Linked DNA regions of Mus musculus: region 1 is linked to region 2. Evidence: chromatin contacts called from public ChIA-PET data. All regions are on one chromosome and are shown on one strand. The core of a region is the stretch at or near the end of the contact, and the rest is flanking DNA. Distances in the headings are between cores, read along the strand shown. Region 1 overlaps Sae1 (SUMO1 activating enzyme subunit 1). Region 2 holds the start of Napa (N-ethylmaleimide sensitive fusion protein attachment protein alpha).

Region 1 (3,821 bases), core at 432-2,931, 230 kb before region 2:
GTTGGTTGGTTGTTTGGTTGGTTGGTTTGGTTAAATAGCTGGATGTGGCAGTGCATCCTGTGATGTAAGCTGCTCAGGAGGTAAAGGCAGAAAGATTATAAGGTCAAGTTGAACACCTTAGTGAGATCCTGTCTCAAAAAGTAAAAAGAGGGCCAATAAAATGTGACAGGGTGGTAGAGCACCTTAAGTTCCCCCGGCAAAACACAAAACAAGCAACACAAGCTAGCAGTGGGAATGGTCCTCACTTTGTATCTCTAGCCCTCCAGAGGCTGAAGGAGGAGGACTCAGGACAGCACCAGCTTGAACTGCATACTCTATTTTCTCTTTGGTTTTGTGATAGAAGGAACAGTGATACCACACCTGGTCATTGGGGTTTACTTTGTTATGTTCTATGTGCCATGTCTAAAATGCAGCAGTCCTGTCTGCAGTGTATTTTAGCATTGACATACACGTGTCATTTTAAGAGACATTCGAAGCTCAGTACCAAGATGGATGGTTGATGTGTGGTTCCACAAAAACAGTTTAAACAGCAACCATTGGTTTACCAGATCAAAAAATAGATGTTGGTAATTGGGTTTATGTTATTATGTGTATAGGTGACACACCTTTAAAAATGTCTAGAAGACAAGGATGGATCGGGGTGGGAGGATAAAATATGGAGTGTAAAAAAATTAATTAATAAAAAATAATAAAGATGTCTAAAAGGCATATGTGCCTGTGTGAGAGGATCATGGCGGCCTGATGTCCCACTTTGCTCCTCTAAAGTGCTCCTTCTGTGTTTTGGACCCCAGGAGGGTGATTGGAGGAGGCCAGTTGGGCTCTCCTGAGATTTTCCTCTGAGCACTCTAGCCGATGAGGGTCGTGCAGACTTTGTGCTGTACCCATGTTTACTTTATTTATTCTAGCACGTAACACAGCCTGCTCGCCCATGGTTCTGGGAATAGCATACAGAAGAACCCACTGCCCGTGTGCCGAGAGGAGAATTGCGAGAATGTGCTGGGGCCACTCACACATCTGGTGTTTGTAGGACCTTATTTTTAGGAAGCACAGATATAGTGTTTCCTTGAACTTAAAAAAAAGAAAAAGAATCATGTGAAGGAATTCATGCTTTGCAAAGTTAAAGGTCTTCCCCACCCACTTAAGAGCCCCTGGGGTCAAATTTAATTTTCACGCCTGGATACCAGCTCTAGCACTGGGCTCTGACTAGGACTTTTATCCAGGACAGCCCCTGGCTGGTCCCCACCCCTCTACCTTCCTGTGCCCTGGTGCTATGTTTTTCTTGTTTGTCTTCTAGGTACTGCTTCTCTGAGATGGCCCCAGTATGTGCTGTGGTTGGAGGGATCTTGGCACAGGAAATTGTGAAGGTAAAGTCATCATGTGGAGCTGACGGCTGACCTCAAGGCCCTGCCCGCACACTCACAGAGCCAAGGGGTGGCAGACCTGCTTGCTCTCTAGCCCCTCAACCTTGCATGCCCTGGCCCTGTACTCAGGCCATCATGGGCCAGCCAGCTAGTGGTCTTGGATGCTGCCTATAGTTGCCACTTTGTCTGCTCTACCAGTCGTGTGAGCAGGTTTCCATCTAAGAGGAAAACATAGAAAAGAGATCCAACAGCTATGACCCTAACCGACATCCGTCAGAGTGGTGTCAGGGCACCCTGTTTATTCTGCATGCTGTGAGTATGTGTAGAGGAGGGTTAAGTTCAGTGTCTATAGGACGCGTGATCTACCAGCAGCCACATGAGTGGCTCTACAGTGACCTGTGACCTCCTGTTATGACAGTTAACGACTTAAAAGAAGACTAGGTCTAGGAACTATGTAACTCTTCTAGAATATTTGGTTTACTAAAACTTTTTTTTTCCTTCCCCGCCCCGTCCCCTGGTTTGCTAAAACTATGGCAAACTTTGAAGTAGATTTTATTTCCTTTGGAGACTTAAATATTTGCCCAACTTTCTTAAGTTTGTCTTATGCAGGGCTAGGGTGTAGCTCAGTGCTAGTGTTTGTTTAGCATGCCCAAGGCTCCTAAATTCAGAAACTTTAATTTTGTTTGGTTTTTGTTTTGTTTTGTTTTGTTTTTGTCTTTTGAGATAGGATCTTATTCGACAACTCAGGCTGACTCTTGGCCTCCTGAGTGCTGGGAATGCAAACATGAGCCACACGACAGCTCTTCTGCAGAAGTGTCTGTAGTCATGTCTCTTGTGGACAGAGACATGGCTGGCTGGCTGACTTCCACGTCTCTTCACGTTCAGACTGAGGAGGGCAGTGTGTGGAGATACTGGTTCTTGCTGCTTTGACTTGGGGTCTCCTTGAATCCTGTAGCTTTACCATCTTTTTGTCTCCTTTGCTGATTTGCTCTCTGGTCTAAACTCATTTGCCCAAGTCTCCCCACTTCTACACTCTAGACAGCAAGGGCTGGAGAAACAGGAGAACCTAGAGGCTCTGCAGATGTTGCCCTAATAGCACCACTCCAGAGACTCGCATGGCACTGTTTGCCCTGGGGGGAGGTGAGGTTGGAGAGTGGAGGCTGGGGCAGGTGGCCTGGAACCATTGTTGATGGTGGCTTCTCTACACATCCCTGTCTTAATGCTGCCCCCTCCTTCCTGCCTGCTGGGTACAGCTGTTGCTCAGCATCTTGTTTCTGTTTACCCCAGACAGCCAGAGCACTCTACATTCTTGGTTGCTGGGTGTGTTTGGAATCTCGTACCCCAACTTGCTTGAGAATCACTTTACCTTTTGCCCCATGTTCACCCTCTGCCCTGTCCCTTCATCCCTCCACTCCCTCTGCTTAGCACACTACAGCCAGCTGGCAGGAAGGCCTGCATCTGAGGCCCTCGCTCTGAGCACCTATTAAAAGTACTTGGGAGCAGTTCGAGGGAGAGTGTGAAAGTCCCGCAGATCAGGTTTTCCTCCTCCCTCCCTCCTTTGTATCCTTCTAGTCGCTCACTGTCTGGCAGGCTTTATAGGCTTCAGCCATCCCTGTGGCCCATGAGTTTCTGTCCATGGTGGTAGAGGGAAGAGTGAAAACAGCAGCCATAGCAGACCTCATATTAAAACTCAAGTTGAGCCCAGCAGTGGTGGCGCATGAATCCCAACACTTGGGAGGCAGAGGCAGGCGGATTTCTGAGTTTGAGGGCAGCCTGGTCTACAAAGTGAGTTCCAGGACAGCCAGGGCTACACAGAGAAACCCTGTCTCAAAAAAAAAAAAAGGGCCAAAACCAAAAAACTCAAGTTGAGCCAGCACCTTCAGTTGCAGCTGTTCAGGAGGCTGGAGCCAGGGAGCCCAGGAGACCAGACCAGCCTAGTCAGCAGAGCCATGAAGGATATAGATATGGGTCATGTCCCCTTTGGCTTGGAGGCTCTGGGAGTGTTGTCTCTATGGCACCATTAGATAATGCTCCTTCCCATTGATGACAACAGCTCCTGTTACTGAGAGATGTATCCTGGGAGGGACAAGGAAGGGATGGCAGAGGAGTTCTGCACATGCTGGTGACCCCTGGAGCTTAGGTGGGCCAGCCACAGTTGAGGAGCACTAAACCGTTATACATGGTTGGTTGGTTGGTTGGTTGGTTGGTTGGTTGGTTTGTGACAAAGTCCTACTGTTTGTGTAGCCCACCTGCACTCTGCTGGCCTTGTACTTCCTGAGATGTGAATGCCATTCCAGGGACTAAACTCGAATATTTAACTCTGAAGCTAGGGAAAAGCCTCTGTTTAAGCTTGGTCATGATTGTGTTAGGCCTCTTGCTTTTTTCTCTGTTTGTTTGTTTGTGTGTGTGTTTGTTTGTTATAAATGGTGTTTTTCTAGACATAGTTTTTCTCTAGGCTAA
Region 2 (3,821 bases), core at 693-3,192:
ATGGTCTGCCTTGGAACTCTGCCTGTACTAACTCTTCCTTCAGCAGGCAGGCTTCTGGGCCTTTTCTCAAGCTTCTCCCTTCTGCTGCTCTCCAACTGAGAGTCCCCTAGATCTCCTGCTCAGCCCTGGATGAAAGCCCACCCTCTAAGAAGCCATCTCTGTCCCTGTCCCACCATCCCTGATGCCTAGACTGCCCTCCCAGGCCACTGTTCCCAGCTTCACTCCTCACCAAAAGCCTCCCTCAAGTTCTCAAAGTTTCTTTTCAGCTCAAGAACTTTAAGTGCATGATACAAACGTATACCTTATACCAGAAAGCTCTGCTCTACCAGTGGCTGGGAAGTGGTAAACAGGTGGACACACAGCTGCTCCCCTGGGAGCAGCCCAACTCTACACTTATCTCTCTGGGCCAAAGAGATCAGACACTGAGCCATCAGGAAAACTACTGCTGAAAACTGAGCGGGAGGCACCGCCCCAACACCACGCCTAACCTGAACTTCTTCCCTTGTGAAGACTGAAGAAACACACACACACACACACACACACACACACACACTCACACTCTCTCTAATGAAACATTCTCATCTAACTGACATAGCCTGTCATTAACCAGATGTCTGTGCAGCAGGTATAAACATTTTTCAAGTTCCTTTGCTAAACATTATCTGATGGCAAACAACAAGGGATGGCTTCATCCTCTCCCTCCCCTTCATGTCTTTCTGTCCTCACCCAGCTTATAACAGTCTCTCCCAGAGCTTTCCCCAACTTCCTGGTTGTCTTCTGTATCCTTCCATCCTTGCTTTGGAGGCTTCTGATTTTGTGTCCTACCCCTGCACAGCTCTTCCTCAACACCTGCCTGGACCTTTCCCCAGTGTTCCTCTCTGCCTGTTCCTTCAAGAGCTTTGCCTGCTGCCATGTAGTGTCGTCTCCCCCTACCCCCTCCTATATCCCAAGGCTCTGGCCCTCTCCCCAGACCCCTCAAGCACTCCAATTCCTACCATCTTGGTTTCCCCATCAGCATCTTACACTCTCTGAGTCTGCTTCTTCCTGCCTGATGAGCCTTTCAGAGGGCCAGACTCAATTCTGAGCACAGTACACATAGTTTATACTCATAACAAACTTCTGCAGTTAGTTTTTACCAACAAGCCCTTTCAGAGAGACCTACTCCCTTAAGATAAAGAAACCTCGGAATCGCATCCCAAGCATGGGTTCTGCTGCTCCTAAGTTAATATGGCTGAAGATGGCAAACTTGCATAAACTTTGTGTGAGGTATTTGCCACCTCCTGGGTGTGTTCAGACTCCAGACTTGAGGACCACCTAGTAGGCGGTGGTCCTACCACCCTAATGATTCTCTTGTGTGCCTCATCCTCCCATCACCATTGTCTTGGCTAAAACCAGTGTCACTGTCCATTCATGCTTGTTCCCCAAGCACAAGTCTCCACCTCTCAGTCCAGGCCTCGCCATCAGTCACTCTTAGCAGGGCCCCACTCACCCTCACACCTCGTACTCCGGCTCATCATGCCCAAGGACGCCCCAGCCCGGGTCCCCTCGGTCTGGTGTCCTCACCCCGGCAGCCTGGGCCGCACAGATCCACGGGCACCGGCCTGGGAAAGGCGCGGCCACCAGTCAGCGGGTGTCGTCAGCCATAGGGCCACGGCCAGGGCCTGCAAGGCCGCTGAGGGGCTCCCAAAGTGCAGAGCAGAAGAGCCCGCTCTTCCCCGCCTTGGGCCCAGCCTCGCCCATTGCTCACCCAAAGAGGCCGGAGAAGAAGGACTGCGAGTTCTTCACCTTGCGCTCCGCTTCAGCCAGCAGCGCCATAGCCTCAGCCTGCTTCCCGGAGTTGTCCATGACGTCGCGCAGCTGCTCGGCTCAGGCCCGACACAGCCTGGCGACGACTCACAGGCCCCGGACACCGCGCACTCAGCGGAGCTCCGCCCGCTGCGTTGACGTCACCCAGGCCTGCCACCCCACGTGAACCCTGCGAACCAACCAGTGGGCTCAAGCTGCGAGGCACTCTCCTCCCGGCACGCCCCCTCCGGCTACCGCACTCAGCACCTTGACCCCCCCCCCCCCAACACGTGAGCACACGCCGCTAGCCTCCTGGAACCCCCACAAGCGCATTGCCACGTGACACCAAATAAGCCAATCATAAGCCCGAACCGCCAAGAGCCCACCGCCCCCAAAGCGCGACCTTTGACTCCCTCCAACCAATCAGCAGGCTCTATAGACTTGTTCTGCCACGCCTCGGCGGAACTGGGTCACACTAATCACCTGACCAGTGTCGCGGCGCTCATGTGACGCCTCTAGGTTCATGCTCCAGGTTTGACTGACCCAGCAGTTTAGCTCCGCCTCCTGTTTCGCTTTACGTCATAGTCACTTGGGAAAAAACTGTGCAGTGAAAACGAACCTTCTTACTCCCTCTGGCGATCGTCTCTAGAATTGGCTTGGGGAATCCAGAAGGTCTCCATTTCTAGCTGGATGGCTCAGCTGCTAAAGGCATTTGCTACCAAGTTTAACAACCATATTCCTATTCCTGGGACCCACATAGTAGAAGGTGAGAACTAGCTCCTCCAAATTGTTCTCTAACCTACACACACAATGCCTTTAGGGAGTATCTTGCAGTGCCACACACAGAATGTCACTAGATACTCAGTCCCATGTAAAAAGCTGGGTGTGTCAGCGGGCACCTGTAACAGGAATGGGTGGGTGGGAGACAGGCATATGCCTGGAGCTTGCTGGCCAGCCAGTCTGGCAGAATCAATGAGTTCCAGGGCCAGAGAGAGACCTGGTTTCGAAAACTAAGGTGCAGAACAACTGAAGAAGACTCCTGACATCAACCTCTGGCCTACACACACACACACACACACACACACACACACACACACAGTTAAAAATTAGTGGAAAAGTCTAAATAAAGCATGGACAGTCAGTTATTGACAGTGGTTCAGTATCTGTACTAAATACACTATGCTATAGTAAGAGCAACATCTTACTATAGGACAGAAACTGCTATGTGGGAACTAGCATAGGCTAGTTTTCTGTAAATCTACAGTTATTCTAAAGGTCAGTCCCCAGGGCCCTGCCCACAGTGATTCCAATCCCTATAGTGTGCTGTGGTGCAGGAATCTGTATCTCTTCTTTACTGAACTTCGCTGATTAGCAGGGAACATTTGAGGAAAGTGTTATGTGAGTTGGGTGTTGGGGACAGGAAAAGGCAAAAGACATCTTCCTCTGACCCTTTCCCATTGAACACTTCCCCAAATGTACCTGTGCTCATCATGACTGTACACTGACCTCAGAGCTGGTGAGTCTGGATGGCCACAAGCAGATATGGTTCCACTTCCATTTGCTGCAACGTGTCATCCTTTTGGAGCAATGAGCTATGCAGCAATGGATGACTATATGCCCTCAACCCATAAGGCCAGAACTGCATTTCCACTCATGGAGTTGGGTCACTCAGGGTAGAGCAGTGGAATGAATGCTCACTGCATAGCAATGCTCAGGTCACTGGGAACACCCACCAAGCAAAGTGCATTTCCTAATTTACCAGCTACACACATTGGGAAAAAATGTTCAAGTAGGAAGGAAGACAGCCATTCTGGTTCTGGGGCTGCCTTGTACCCCTCATTTCCCTCAAACAGGATGTCTCAACAGCTCCAAAATCAATTTCCTCCCTGCCTTTAAGCTTTAGCTGAGATGTTGAGACCTTCTGTGTAGTGCTGGGATCGGGCCCTGGGTACAGGAGTTGAGGCATGGCTCTTGCAGGCTGGGGTTGGTATAGATGTCCCTGACCTTACATAGGCTGCAGCAAAGGCACCATTCTG

The links. ChIA-PET counts read pairs in DNA pulled down with a chosen protein or histone mark.
Region 1: a contact with region 2 is called in an RNA polymerase II ChIA-PET map of effector CD8 T cells, with 6 read pairs. The contact joins the enhancer-like site here to the promoter of Napa in region 2. A contact is called at or near these places in 6 of 39 promoter capture datasets (cranial neural crest, embryonic stem cells, liver and 3 more), 1 of 115 datasets of contacts at active chromatin or transcription factors (effector CD8 T cells) and 2 of 9 other capture datasets (liver and pancreatic islet).

What each region holds. Positions count from the first base shown.
Region 1 is chr7:16,328,156-16,331,976 of GRCm38.p6, reverse strand. Sae1 (SUMO1 activating enzyme subunit 1) reads left to right here. Exons shown (of 9, transcript NM_019748.3): 8 at 1,295-1,364. Among named protein-coding and RNA genes, the nearest start is that of Bbc3, 20 kb to the right of the region's middle. Within about 2 kb of position 1,681, at least 16 of the 459 cell types and tissues checked have an H3K27ac peak or open chromatin away from gene starts, as enhancers often do. A contact at or near this core is called in effector CD8 T cells, where this site is marked.
Region 2 is chr7:16,096,701-16,100,521 of GRCm38.p6, reverse strand. Napa (N-ethylmaleimide sensitive fusion protein attachment protein alpha) reads right to left here and starts at 1,942. Exons shown (of 11, transcript NM_025898.4): 1 at 1,748-1,942. The coding sequence starts at 1,845.